Linked DNA regions of Mus musculus: region 1 is linked to region 2. A link is a contact called in public Hi-C data. All regions are on one chromosome and are shown on one strand. Each heading gives the region's core, a stretch centred on a gene start, on an enhancer-like site or on the middle of the called end of the contact. The rest is flanking DNA. Distances are from core to core; before and after follow the strand shown.

The links. A called contact is a pair of places that touch in the nucleus more often than the background predicts.
Region 1: a Hi-C map of granulosa cells shows a contact between it and region 2, with 2.3 times the contacts expected there. The contact joins two enhancer-like sites. A contact is called at or near these places in 1 of 15 datasets of contacts at CTCF or cohesin (the NIH/3T3 cell line), 16 of 484 Hi-C or Micro-C datasets (CD4 T cells, LSK cells, cochlea and 12 more), 1 of 115 datasets of contacts at active chromatin or transcription factors (embryonic stem cells) and 2 of 9 other capture datasets (adipose tissue and liver).

The regions. Positions count from the first base shown.
Region 1 is chr13:103,840,184-103,842,883 of GRCm38.p6, forward strand. It overlaps Erbin (Erbb2 interacting protein), which reads right to left. Exons shown (of 26, transcript NM_001289473.1): 19 at 971-1,085. Among named protein-coding and RNA genes, the nearest start is that of Gm52054, 67 kb to the left of the region's middle. Within about 2 kb of position 1,303, at least 50 of the 459 cell types and tissues checked have an H3K27ac peak or open chromatin away from gene starts, as enhancers often do. A contact at or near this core is called in granulosa cells, where this site is marked.
Region 2 is chr13:103,750,215-103,752,914 of GRCm38.p6, forward strand. Srek1 (splicing regulatory glutamine/lysine-rich protein 1) reads right to left here. Exons shown (of 12, transcript NM_001361085.1): 9 at 2,180-2,488. Among named protein-coding and RNA genes, the nearest start is that of Srek1, 23 kb to the right of the region's middle. Within about 2 kb of position 1,382, at least 8 of the 459 cell types and tissues checked have an H3K27ac peak or open chromatin away from gene starts, as enhancers often do. A contact at or near this core is called in granulosa cells, where this site is marked.

The DNA of each region.
Region 1 (2,700 bases), core at 53-2,552, 90 kb after region 2:
AAAGCACAAGTTTAAAAGGAATTTGAAAATAGTTGTAAAAAAGCTCTTTATAAAGAAGTCAACTCTAGCCAACTCAAGGGTCTAATGTACTCAGACATACCCACATATCGATTAAAGATAGTTTATTGTTTTTAGAAATAGGGCTCAAATGGTTTAGGAACTCCAACCTCAAGGTACTTGAGTCTTAGTTCCTTAATGTGTAAAAAATAATGTTAGACAGCCTTTGAAGTACTTTTTATGGGGCTATTACTACAACCAACTGTTAAACAGCTAAGTAACAACTGCCTAGTACCTAAGCAACTGTTAAATAAAGTACTCAATCGTTTTTAAGTATCCTTATAAACCCAAGCTGGCCAAGAGCCACCTTGGTAGTATCATTAGCTCTATGAAAGCAACCGTCTGGATAAGCATTTGGCAGAGATAGCGCAAGCTGATCAGGCACAAGTCGCAAGAGTTGTGTGATGACATAGGTGACAATTAGCTGGCGAAAGTTGGGGAAAAGCACTTAATATTTATCATTCTGGAATAGATAGGAATAAAATAATGTTTATATAGTATAAATCGTATATATCAGGAACTATGCAATGTATTATATGCAAAATCCTTCATTGGCCTCACTACAATTCAAATTTGTCTATATAAATGGATAAAATTAAGCACACAAGGAAAATGTATCTAGGAAATACTCAATAGAAATGGAATTATAATCTAGAATTATATCCCTTTAATGTACATGCCCTTACAAACAAACTCTGCATGGGAGTGGAGAGGACCTACCAATCTCTTTCTTTAAAAATGGGAAATAAGAACAACATTTTAGAAAGGCAGTTATAAATTTTGCTTTCAGAATGTTTCAAAAATGTGACATCCAATGAAATTTACTTCCACAAAGTTAATACATCTTACTTAGGTGATTTCTAGTCTTAATGCCTCCCCCTCTTAACATCTAACCTTTTTGATTATTACTAACCCTTTTTATTATTACTAAGTGCTACAACTTTGGGCTGATTAATCGAGGATTCAATTAATGGAGGTCGCATCTCTGCCATTTTCATTTCTTCATCAGAAGAAAGTTCTTCAGATTCCTAGTTTAAAGAAAAAAGGGATAAATACGAGAATTAAACTTTGGACTCTTTAAATGAATTAATATATCATAAAAACATCACAGGGAAACGAAGCAACTGCTCAGACCATGTATAAAAGTGCCTGTTAATGGAAATGGTTGACAAAGCTGCATGACTCAACTTTTTCAAGTGCAGCAATAAACCTACAGTAGTACTGTAACCACAGATTAAAACTTCTCATGGATCATTTCTGGCTCTAAGCCTTATCACTGTATCAGTAGTTGTCACGTGCCAGAGTGTGAGGTTACTGGCAAACAAAAATGACCACAGCACAATCCTGTTTTTCAAAAATTCAACTTCTGGAGTCCCTCAACAGAGCCTTTGCCTAAGTGTTGAGTAGTTTCATAACTATATTTGGCTTCTACGATAGACTACTATTAATGTGAACTATAAATATTTTACCTATTTTGAAAACAGAATTGTTATTTTCCATGTTTATTTCCTGTAATACGCCACAGTTGTTGCAGATTACCTACTACTGAGTAGTGTCAGAAAAGAAAATGACTTGTTAGTCATCAACTATTAATAGAAATTTTAATATCATATGTCATGCAGGAAATGAGCTCTCTTGCCAGTTAAATCATTCCTACATACTAAGATGAAACTAAAGCAAATGCTTTACAAAACTTGTTCCTCTGAAAAAGAAACAAACAGTACTAAGGACTTTTATGTGTTTGTAAGTGCCACAGTAAAGATATGGATAGTGGAGAGATCACTCAGCAATTAAGAGCACTTGCTGTCTTGCAGAGGACAAAGGTTTATTTTCCAGCACCCACATGGTAGCTCTATTTCTTGGTGTACAAAAATACTATTTTAATGAAATAGTTTTCAATCTCTATTCATATCATTATAGATTTATTTTTATTTCTTGTGTATGAATGTTTTGCTTGAATGTATGACTGTGTGTGTGTGTGTGTGATAACCATGGAGGTTAAAAGAGGGTGTTGAGCCTCTGGAACTGGAGTTAAGGGAGAACCAGAGCCACCGTGGAGTTCAGCGAGGCACAGTAGCTCACAGCTATACACCTAGCATGCAAGAGGCTAAGACAGGAGGAGTATCACGAGTTACACCAGCTTGGGCTGCATAGTGAGCTCCAGGACTATCTGGGCTATGGAGACTTAGTCTCAGAAAACTGAGAGTTCTGTCTATGTTTAGCAGTCTCACTTATACCTGAGATATAATTCAATAGAATACTATTCAGACACCATAGAAATAAGATGCAGTTCTGAGAATTACCACAGTATGAACTTCAAGAGAATATGCCAAGGGAAGGAAACGATAAAAGACCACTTACTGAGCAGTAATAGACAAATCTATACAGGCAAAGTACTTACTAGTTGCTTAGAGCTGGGGGGGGGGGGCGTGCAAAGCCTTAAAGGGACAAAAAGGATGACATTTCTTTTTCTTTCTGTGGCTATACAAATATTCTGCAAGTAACTGTGGTGATGGTTTTACAACTTTGTAAATTGTTTAAGTCATTAAATTATATGCTTTCAATCAGTACACTTAGAGTTTATCTCTTTTTAAAAAGGCCTCCTGCCTTAAAAAAAAACCAAAAACAAAACCTACAACTTTT
Region 2 (2,700 bases), core at 132-2,631:
GCAACATGTCAGGAACAGAGCCTGGCACATAGCAAGCAGGCGCTCAATTGATAAAGATTGTTTCTTTTTTTTTTTTTTTTTTTTTTTTTGTGGGGAGCAGAAACAGTACTGGAGAAATCAAACCCAACCCACACATGGTAGAAAAGCACCGAGTTACACTCTCTGCCTTTCCTTCCCTTTCATAACATTAATTTTTAAGCATTCATCATTTTTTTAAGTATCCGATCTTTGAAAAATACAAATTAGGAGACAATGCTGAAAATAAAAGCATGAAGTAATGTGTTTGAACAGTTACTCAGAACATTGGAAGAGGAAAGACCTACTAAAGAGTAACCAACCAGAGCTGCTGACAGAACTCTCAGACAACCAATGTGTGCACACAGCCAGCCACTCACTCACTCACTCACTCACTCACTCACTCAGTCTTCCCAGCTCATTTCGTCTCCTGGTCCCAGAGCTTTAAGAGTATCTTCAGGACTGACTCTGAACCCTTTAAGTCCCTTCAACATAAAAGGAGCCAGGCATTGTGGTACACACCTTTAATCCAAGCATTTTGGAGAGTCACATGATCTTTCTGAGTTTGAGGCCAGCTAGTTCTATATATTGAGAGCTACATAGACCGTCTAAAAAGAGCGAGAGCAGGAGCAATAGAGAGTAAGAGAGCAAGCGAGCGAGCAAGCAAGCCAGAGAGAGAGAGAGAAAGGGTATTAAGCTAGTGAGCATGAACACGCAATGGAAGAAAGCCAACAAGCATTTCAGAGTCTCTGGAAAAATAAACTTATATTACTAATTAAAAAGGATTCAAATCATTTGATGCTGTGAAGCAGAGTATCTGGATGGTACAATAACATGAAGGCACCCACATGACCAACAAAATCACTTGCACCCAGGGTGCAGTCACAGGTTAGGCTGATACCCAGGGAAAAGGCTGTTTAAACCTGCTTCAGTGCTTCTATGTTGAGCATGTTGTGACCGGTGTTACTCTTTTCAACTTCATGGTTCTGAGCCAGTTTTAAGTACCACAGTCTAACAGTCTCACAACCTTACTGGAAGAAGTAAATAAGGTGAGAAATTCAAGTCAACTAAGAACTAAATTTGGCCTGTTATACCAGCATCCAATGAACACTACAATTAGCTTTTTATTATCTTTTAATAGGCTAGTGTGAAAAATAAGCTGTAAAATAACATTTTTCAAACTAGGAAATATATTCATTTATCAATGTATATGCAATGAAAAACCAACTTTAAAATGTATTAAGACATTTATTTTAAAATGTTTTTAAAAGACTAGGCTTAACTGATCATTCTAGAATCATCTGGGATAAGGGTATAAACAACCTTGAGGAAGTGTCTCATTTTGTAGCTGTTACCATAGCAACATGCTGCCACCTGGTGGCAGTATATCTATTAATAAGTGGAAAAAATAGTCCTAGGAGGAAAAGATCTAACGTTTAATACTAACAAAAGAGAATAATACTTAAACATCATACGTAAAGCATTTTGGAAGTTAACTTAGTCGACAGACAGGAATCACACTATGTGGAAATCATGTAACATGCCACTCTAGAGACACAACAAAGTCTCAAAGGTCAACTATCACACAAGAACTTTTACGTAGCCATTTTAAAACATTCTCCCCATCATATGCCTTTCTCTAAGAAAAATAGTAAGTAAAAAGTTAATCAGATTTAAATATTGCACTATGAAAGATAGCTAAGTGTGTCCAAATATTTCATCCAGAAGGTTCAATGATGCGGCAATCCCTCTGCTGGAGAAAAGCTGACTTGTAATTAAGGGTAATGTTACTAACTACTATGTTTGCATAGAGTATTTTCCCCCTCGGTCCCTCTTAGCTAAAGTTTAAGCAAGGTGCAGTGACAGATAGCTCAGTCAGTAAAGCATTTGTCATGCAAGCATGAGGCCCCGAGATCTGCCTCCAGAACCCATGTGGAAAAAGCACAACACATGATTAACAGAAACAGACTTAGTAGCATGCATCTTTAATGCCAGTACTGTCCAGGCAGAGACAAGCAGATTCCCAGGGATAACTGGCTCATCAGCCTAGCCTACTGTGTCTTGGCCAATGAATCACATCCAATGTCACCCTATGACCTCCACACACCAGCACCCACAGGCATGTGCACCTACACGCACACACAGAAGTTATGTATCACCAAACCTGCTGGTACTACGAGATCGTCGTGATGCATTGTAACTTCGGGGGGGTGTTCGGGACTTCTTCTCCTTCTTCCGTTTTTCATCTGTCTCTTTGGATCTGTCTTTTTCCCGTTCCTTGTCTTTATCTTGTTCCTTCTCCTTTTCTTTGTCTCGCTCCTTCTCATGGTCCTTTTCCTTCTCTCGGTCTTTATCTTTGTTTTTACCCCGCTCCTTGTCTTTTTCACGATCCTTTTCCCTCTCTCTCTCCTTTTCCCTCTCTTTCTCCTTCACTCTTTCCTTCACCTTTTCTCGGGTATCTTTTCTCTTGTCCCTTAAAAAAACAAACAGAAATAAATTTTTGGCTAAAATAATTCTCTCTCAAAAGGAAGAGGCCTTTCTTTCTACACAATTACCAATCCAAATCATCTGCATTGACTACAAATTAAAAAATTTTCTGTGTAACTCAGGTGTGGACCTGAGGTGTAGCAGGCTAAGCTGAACCACACTGGCCATATTTGCATCAGAGCAATCAATATTAATCTT